Regions from separate parts of the Oryctolagus cuniculus genome. Here region 2 is linked to region 1. A link is a contact called in public Hi-C data. All regions are on one chromosome and are shown on one strand. The core of a region is the stretch at or near the end of the contact, and the rest is flanking DNA. Distances in the headings are between cores, read along the strand shown. Region 1 has its middle 42 kb from the start of DIRAS3. Region 2 has its middle 35 kb from the start of GNG12.

Evidence for each region. Hi-C and Micro-C count contacts between places; a contact is called where the count stands out from the background.
Region 2: a contact with region 1 is called in a Hi-C map of embryonic fibroblasts, with 5 times the contacts expected there. The contact joins two enhancer-like sites. A contact is called at or near these places in 3 of 6 Hi-C or Micro-C datasets (ear pinna, embryonic fibroblasts and skin fibroblasts).

What each region holds. Positions count from the first base shown.
Region 1 is chr7:104,481,209-104,484,782 of mOryCun1.1, forward strand. No RefSeq gene overlaps it. Among named protein-coding and RNA genes, the nearest start is that of DIRAS3, 42 kb to the right of the region's middle. Within about 2 kb of position 1,958, at least 2 of the 8 cell types and tissues checked have an H3K27ac peak or open chromatin away from gene starts, as enhancers often do.
Region 2 is chr7:104,679,135-104,682,554 of mOryCun1.1, forward strand. No RefSeq gene overlaps it. Among named protein-coding and RNA genes, the nearest start is that of GNG12, 35 kb to the right of the region's middle. Within about 2 kb of position 1,692, at least 1 of the 8 cell types and tissues checked has an H3K27ac peak or open chromatin away from gene starts, as enhancers often do.

The DNA.
Region 1 (3,574 bases), core at 708-3,207:
AAGGTCTTGGCCGTCCTGTTCGGCTCCAGCAACCCTCTGACGTTTGCAGGTTGGCTCTCACTATCGCCCCTCACTACATTTGTTGTGCAGTAACAGCTTGGTTCCTGAGACCACATGTGCCAATGCCAGAGGGTCTTCCGGGGGCAGCTTGAACAATCTCAGAGGAGGAGCTCCCTGTCTCCAGTGGCAGCCCCCAGAAGCCCACAGGGTTGAGACCAGACCTTTCCTCCGTGATTTGAGTGCTTTCGTACTGATCCCCTTCCAGCAGGTCCTGTCCCACGTGGGTTTTCTCTTTCCCAGACTTGGCACCTCATTTCCTCAATTCCTCAATCAGACATGATTTCCAGAAAGTCCTGTCATTACTGCCTCCCTGTCCAGTGCATTCTAGTGTCTCATTGTCCCTCAGCGTGATTCTCAGACAGCAGTGTTGTTCTACTTCTCATGCTAGGGCTTGATATCCTAAGACAATAAAGCAGGATTCTTAAACATTTCCATATCTTTTTTTTTTTTTTTTTTTTTTTTGACAGGCAGAGTGGACAGTGAGAGAGAGAGACAGAGAGAGAAAGGTCTTCCTTTGCCGTTGGTTCACCCTCCAATGGCCGCCGCTGCAGCCGGCGCACCGCGCTGATCCTGGCAGGAGCCAGGAGCCAGGTGCTTTTCCTGGTCTCCCATGGGGTGCAGGGCCCAAGCACCTGGGCCATCCTCCACTGCACTCCCTGGCCATAGCAGAGAGCTGGCCTGGAAGAGGGGCGACCGGGACAGAATCCGGCGCCCCAACCGGGACTAGAACCCGGTGTGCCGGCGCCGCAAGGTGGAGGATTAGCCTATTGAGCCACGGCGCCGGCCCAACATTTCCATATCTTAACACAAAAAAATCCACATCTCCTTACGACTATGTAACCACCAAAACATTATGAGTGTTTTTAAAAAGATTTTATTTATTTATTTATTTGACAGGCAGAGCTACAGACAGAGAGAGGGAGACAGAGAGAGAGGTCTTCCATTTGCTGGTTCACTCCCCAAATGGCCACAATGGCCAGAGCTGGGCCAATCTGAAGCCAGGACCCAGGAGCTTCTTCTGGGTCTCCCACCTAGATGCCAGGGCCCAAACACTTGGGACAACTGCCACTACTTTTCCAGACCCTAAGCAGAGAGTGGATCAGAAGAGAAGCAGCCAGGACCCGGGTTTTAGCCTACTGCACCACAGTGCCAGCTTCATAAAACATTCAGTGTTTTAAAATTTAACACAATACATTCCTACAGCTTCCAGAAATATTTTTACTTAACTGTAGGACTTTCCATGCTTCCTTGTTACATTAAATTTTTCTCAAGCACAACTGCAATAGGTAAAGCACATCTAACCTTTAAAACAAACATAGCTTGAGACATAAGTAAGACTTCGTTAAGTCCAGGGTTGGCGCTGGGCACAGTGGGTTAAAGCCCCAGGCTGCGGTGCACGCATCCAATATAGGCGCTGGCTTAAATCCGGCGGCTCCTCTTCCAATCCAGCTCTCTGCTATGGCCGGAGAAAGCAGTGGAGGATGGCCCAACTCCTTGGGCCTCTTACGCCCGCATGGGAGACCTGGAAGAAGCTCCTGGCTCCTGGCTTCAGATCGGCTCAGCTCTGGCTGTTGCGGTCATTTGGGGAGTGAACCAGCGGAATGGAAGACCTCTCTCTCTCTCTGGCTCTACCTCCCTCTGTAACTCTTTCAAATAAACAAAATAATTCTTAAAAAAATAAAAGCAGTTAAGTCCTTTCTAAATACAAAATGGATTGTTTTCCTTTGCTGCAAAATCCACAAATACATGAGCATACTTCCAAAGGTTTGTGGAAAACAGAATTAAACGATACGTTTATTTTGGTGGAAACAATTTTGAAGTCCATTTAAACCAGTGATCTTCGAAAAGTTTATGAAAACACCTGTTATGAAAAAACTAGGCATGGATTTCAAAATCGTTTCCACCGAAATAAATCTTTTAATAATTCTTTAATGTCATTTTCCCCATGAACTTTATGAAGCCCCCACATTTATTTGCTCGGCATCAAAAAATGCTGCCTTGCCTTGGATCTTACTGCTTTGTTTATTTGCTCCTTCACACACACACACATACACACACACACACACACACACCCCACTCCTGTTACACTCTTTACTGTCTGTGTTTGTTGCAGCACAGGACTTTAATCCTCTCCTTTGGCCCCTAACATCACCTCCTCTCAGTCACAGAGTGCAGTGACCGGTCCAGGGTTATATGTGGATGTGGCAGGGCAGGAGCTAAAAGGAGAAGAACTTCAGTCGCCAAACCTCACGGTCTTATTACTAGCATATTTGCAGCAGAAGAGTCAAGAGTTATTTTGAGCTGCACTTTCATTAGAGCCAAATGACCTCACTGGGAGATGTTATTCCAGTCCCGAAACACTTGGGTCCGCAATTCACCTCCATCGATGGCAAGAGTCTGCCCTCTGCTGGCCGAAAGGAGAATCACAACTGTCACTGCACACAAACCTTCAAGACAAAACCCAGACGTTAGACTCTGGGGATTTGTAGTCGCTGCATCATTATTCTTGCTTTTGAGCGAGGGATGGACTTGAGTTTGCTTCCAACTCTCGCTCCAGGACCCTCAGAGCAGTTACCTCCCCTACCGCCTTGAACTAGGTGAATTCTCACAACCTCACCACTCCAATTCTCAGAATCATAAAAGACATCCTATAGTGAGATGGGCGGGTTCGGCGGCCTGGGGTGTGGCAGTGGGAATGGGTCACGCACACCCACGGACTCCCCAGCTCCACGGAGCCCACGGCGGGCTCCAATTCTTGCCTGTGTCCAGAAACTCCTTCTGTCCGGAGGACTTTAGTCGGGGTGGTCTTTCCCAGCCAATCAGGCTCTGTCTTCCCTGCAGAGACACCGAGAGGCAGGAAGTGAACCATGCACCGGAGCGGCCACGCTGTGAGCTCTGCACTGCGCGAGGCTTGGCTGCCTTTGCTCACGCACTGCCCGAACGCTGGCCGCTCAGGGCAAGGCTCTGCTGATCTGAGAAAACGCTCTGGAAGATGATCTCCCGGTTTGTGGAAAGTGTGACAGAGCTGTGGTCCTCTGCAGGGGTGCTTCCTGGTCTGGGCTCCTCCTGGACACAGGCTCGGAGACAAGGATTTCTGGGCAAGGAGTTTGGAAGGTGATCCCAGGAAGCACAGCGTGGGGGGCGGAGGGTGTGCTGGGGCCCCTTCTGATAAGCTGCGGAATTGTCCCCCCTGGTTCCAGTATTGTAGTCCTGCGAGTTAAGCCAGCCTGCTCGCAGGCATCCCATAGGAGCCCCGGCTGCTCCACTTCCAATCCAGCTCCCTACTAAGGTGCCTGGGAAGATGGCCCAGGTACTTGGGTCCCTGAACCCACCTGGGAGACCTGGAAGAAGCTCCTGGCTCCTGGCCTTCGCCACCCAGGCTGTTGCAGCCATTTGGGGAGTGAACCAATGGATGGAAGATCTATCTGCCTCTCACCATCTCCCTCTTTCTGTAATTCTGCTTTTCAAATAAATAAATAGATCTCTTTTTGAAAAAAGAATTTACTCCCTGGGG
Region 2 (3,420 bases), core at 442-2,941, 200 kb after region 1:
ACGTATTTATTTGCAATAGCTGTCTCTCCCACTAGACTTCAAGTTCCTTGAAACAAGGGTTGTTGTTGTTGTTGTTTTGTTGTTTTATAATTAAGCTCTGCATGCCCAACATAAAACATGACCAGTTAGAGAATCTAAAGCTGCCCCTTAGCCAGTGACACCTCTGAAGGGGGCATGGCTCTTCCAGACACAAGGCAGCTCAGAATGTTGCTGAAGGATTTTTTTTTTTTAATTTCCAAAACTCTTCCAGGCTTTCCACTAAATTGGCTTTCATAATTTTTTTCTCTTGCTTTTGAGCACTTGTGTGGCTAAGTTGTTCGATGATGTATTACATGTCACACATTTTGTTTATTTCAGAATAATTGAGCAGTTTTATCAAAGCAATTGCATTACTCAATTTTATTAAGAAAAATCCCCCATTTTTTAAGACAGTGATATATTCAAATTTAAAAAATATTCCAAGGCATGAATCAAAACAAACACTCAAAAGTGCAACTCTATAATAAGAAAAAGATTAACTGTGTTCTAAAATGAGATGAACAAAAATGATTTATCAATTATACTGCTTCAAGGAGGTGGACTAGAGAATTTTATCTAAAAACTTCACTTACCATAAGAACTCACATGGAGACATTTATTCATCAGAAAATAAAATAGCAACAGAAAACTGCGTATAAAATAGGAAGCCTAGTAGTTCCAGAGCTAGAACCATTTGGGAGACAGTTCTCAGAAATTAATTAGAGGCTACACTGAAGTCAATCCAGGACTCATCATAAAACAGCTACGTGATCTTGAGCAAATTACAAGTGGTGTGTACCTTTATCTTGTTGCTAAAATAGAAACAATAATACCTACTTCAGGCGGCTGGCTAACCAGTGCACTCTTCAACTATTAGCTGCCGTCTTACTATTTATAAAGTTTGGAGCTAAATGAAAACATCATTCCCAACACACACACATACAACAGGCTTCTGGCTGTACAGCATATCTAATGAAGTGGGCACGTGACAGTGAAGGGCGCAGATCTGAGTCCACCATGGAGGGACATCAACTAAGGGGCAGTGAGGGAAATTATTCCCAGATCAAGCAAGTCAGGGTGTCATTTGTGTGTATCAGCCTCTGGTAGGTGGTGAAAGGGTCATGGTGAAAGCCAGGGCCTTTTCAGTTACCCTGGGTCGTGCGCCGCTTCCATCACTCACCAGCTAGCTCTGTTACCTACCCTGTCTGTGCTTCAGTTTCATCACGTCTAAAAGTTGGTTAATAATGCCCAGCTCCAGGCAGGCTCTGTGGTGGAGAGGATGAAGCCGCAGCTTATAACACCAGCCTCCCATGTGGGCGTCGGTTCGAGTCCTTGCTGCTCCACTTCCAACCCAGTTCCCTGCTAATGGGCCTGAGAAAGCAGAGGAAGATGGCCTAAGTCCCTGGGCCCCTGCACTCATGTGGAGACCCAGACGAAGCTCCTGGCTCCTGGCTTTGGCCTGGCCCATCCCCAGTCATTGCAGCCATTTAGGGAGTAAACCAGCAGATGGAAGATCTCTCTCTCTCCCTCCCTCTCTCTAACTCTGCCTTTCAAATAAATAAATCTTTAAAAAAAAATGCCTAACTCACCGATTGCTGTCTGAATTAAGTGTGGTCATGTGTATGGTATATTTACCACAGTACCTGGCACATAATCAGTGCTCGGCCATTGCTAGCTGGTAGTTCTATTACTAGAAGTAACAGCAGCATTAGTCATCATAACACAATCTCTGTCATCATAATACAATCCCTGTTGCCAGACTTTGGTTCAGGAATGAAATGCCTGCCCCAACATGACTAAGGATTGAAAAGGAAAAATTAGTAACAGCTCTGGTTTAACAAGGCAGGCACTCAGCACAATGAGAAAGAGACACACCGACAGGCAGAGGGTACCTGTGGGAGACAGAAATCGCAGCAGCCGGGATAGAATGCTGGCACCACAATTGGGGCAAAGAATCAGGTTTTTAACCAGCAGTGAGCATGACACAATGGAGTTGGGCCAAAGCTCCTGACGGAGTTCAAGAGGGCTCAGCTGTTGGTGGAGAGAAGGCAGGTACCTCAGAGAGACCCGCAGAATAAAGTATAGGGACCCCTATGTACCGGACATCCTGTCCTCAGACACTTTCACAAGGACAGTGAACTAGAAAGGCTTCTTAGCAACACTTGCCAGAAAGCCCGTGAAACAGAACGCTTACCTTTTACTCACAAAAAAGGCTTCACTCCTCCATTCAGCTCCTGTTCACTCTATAACTTTAACAAATATTTGTACTTCATTTCCTAGCCCATGAGACGTTTCATGAGAAAGGGGAAATAGTCACTGGTAGGAATACTGTTTTTAAAAGGCAGATTTATTTTATTTTATTTCTTTGAGAGAGTTACAAAGAGGTAGAGACAGAGAGAGAGGTCTTCCATCTGCTGGTTCACTCCCCAACTGGCTGCAACGGCCGGAGCTGTGCCAATCCGAAGCCAGGAGCCAGGATCTTCTGCCAGGTCTCCCACGTGGGTGCAGGAACCCAAGGACTTGAGCCATCTTCTACTGCTTTCCCAGGCCACAGCAGAGAGCTGGATCGGAAGTGGAGCAGCCAGGGCTAGAACCAGCACCTACATGGGATACTAGCACTACAGGCTTGGGCTTTAACCCACTATGCCATAGCACCGGCCCTGGCAGTATAAAATTATTAATAAAAGGTTTTTAATACGAAATTATTTTTATTTATTTGAGAGGCAGAGTGACAGAGAGAGAGAAAAAGAGATTTTCCATCTGCTGGTTCACTCTTCCAGATGACTATAACTGGTCGAAGGTAGGAGCCAGGAACTCCACCTGGAATTCCCACATCAGTGGCAGGAGCCCAAGCAGCTGGGCCATCTTTGACTGCTTGCCCAGGTGCATTAGCAGGAAGCTATGGAAGTGGAGCAGCCACAACTCAAACAGGTGCTTCAAGATATGGGATGCCAGCATCACAGGTGGTGACTTAACCTGCTGTACCACAATGCCAGTCCTGAAACAGATGTTTAAAAGCATAGCTGTTCTGTGCCATTTCATGCAAGAATAAATTGCCCTGGACACTTCATAAGCCAAAGATGCACATGAGAGTATTAGATGTGTGCAACAATCACTTTAAGTCTCCTCATCTTAACAAACAGTAGCAAACCACTGAGTGGATCAAGCCAACAAGAAAGAAGTCACTCTCTTTGCCTTCTCCCACTTATCCAGTCCATAGGCAAGCCTCAACAGTCACAAATGCAAAAGGTATTCTGGATTTGTCCACACCCATCTCCTTACCTCCTAGTCTGAATCACCGCATCTCAGCAGTGAGATGACGGCAGTGGGCTCCTCACTGACCTCCACAGACCCATTCACCTTACAGATGCCGAAGTGAGCACTAGGCTACACTGGGGTGTG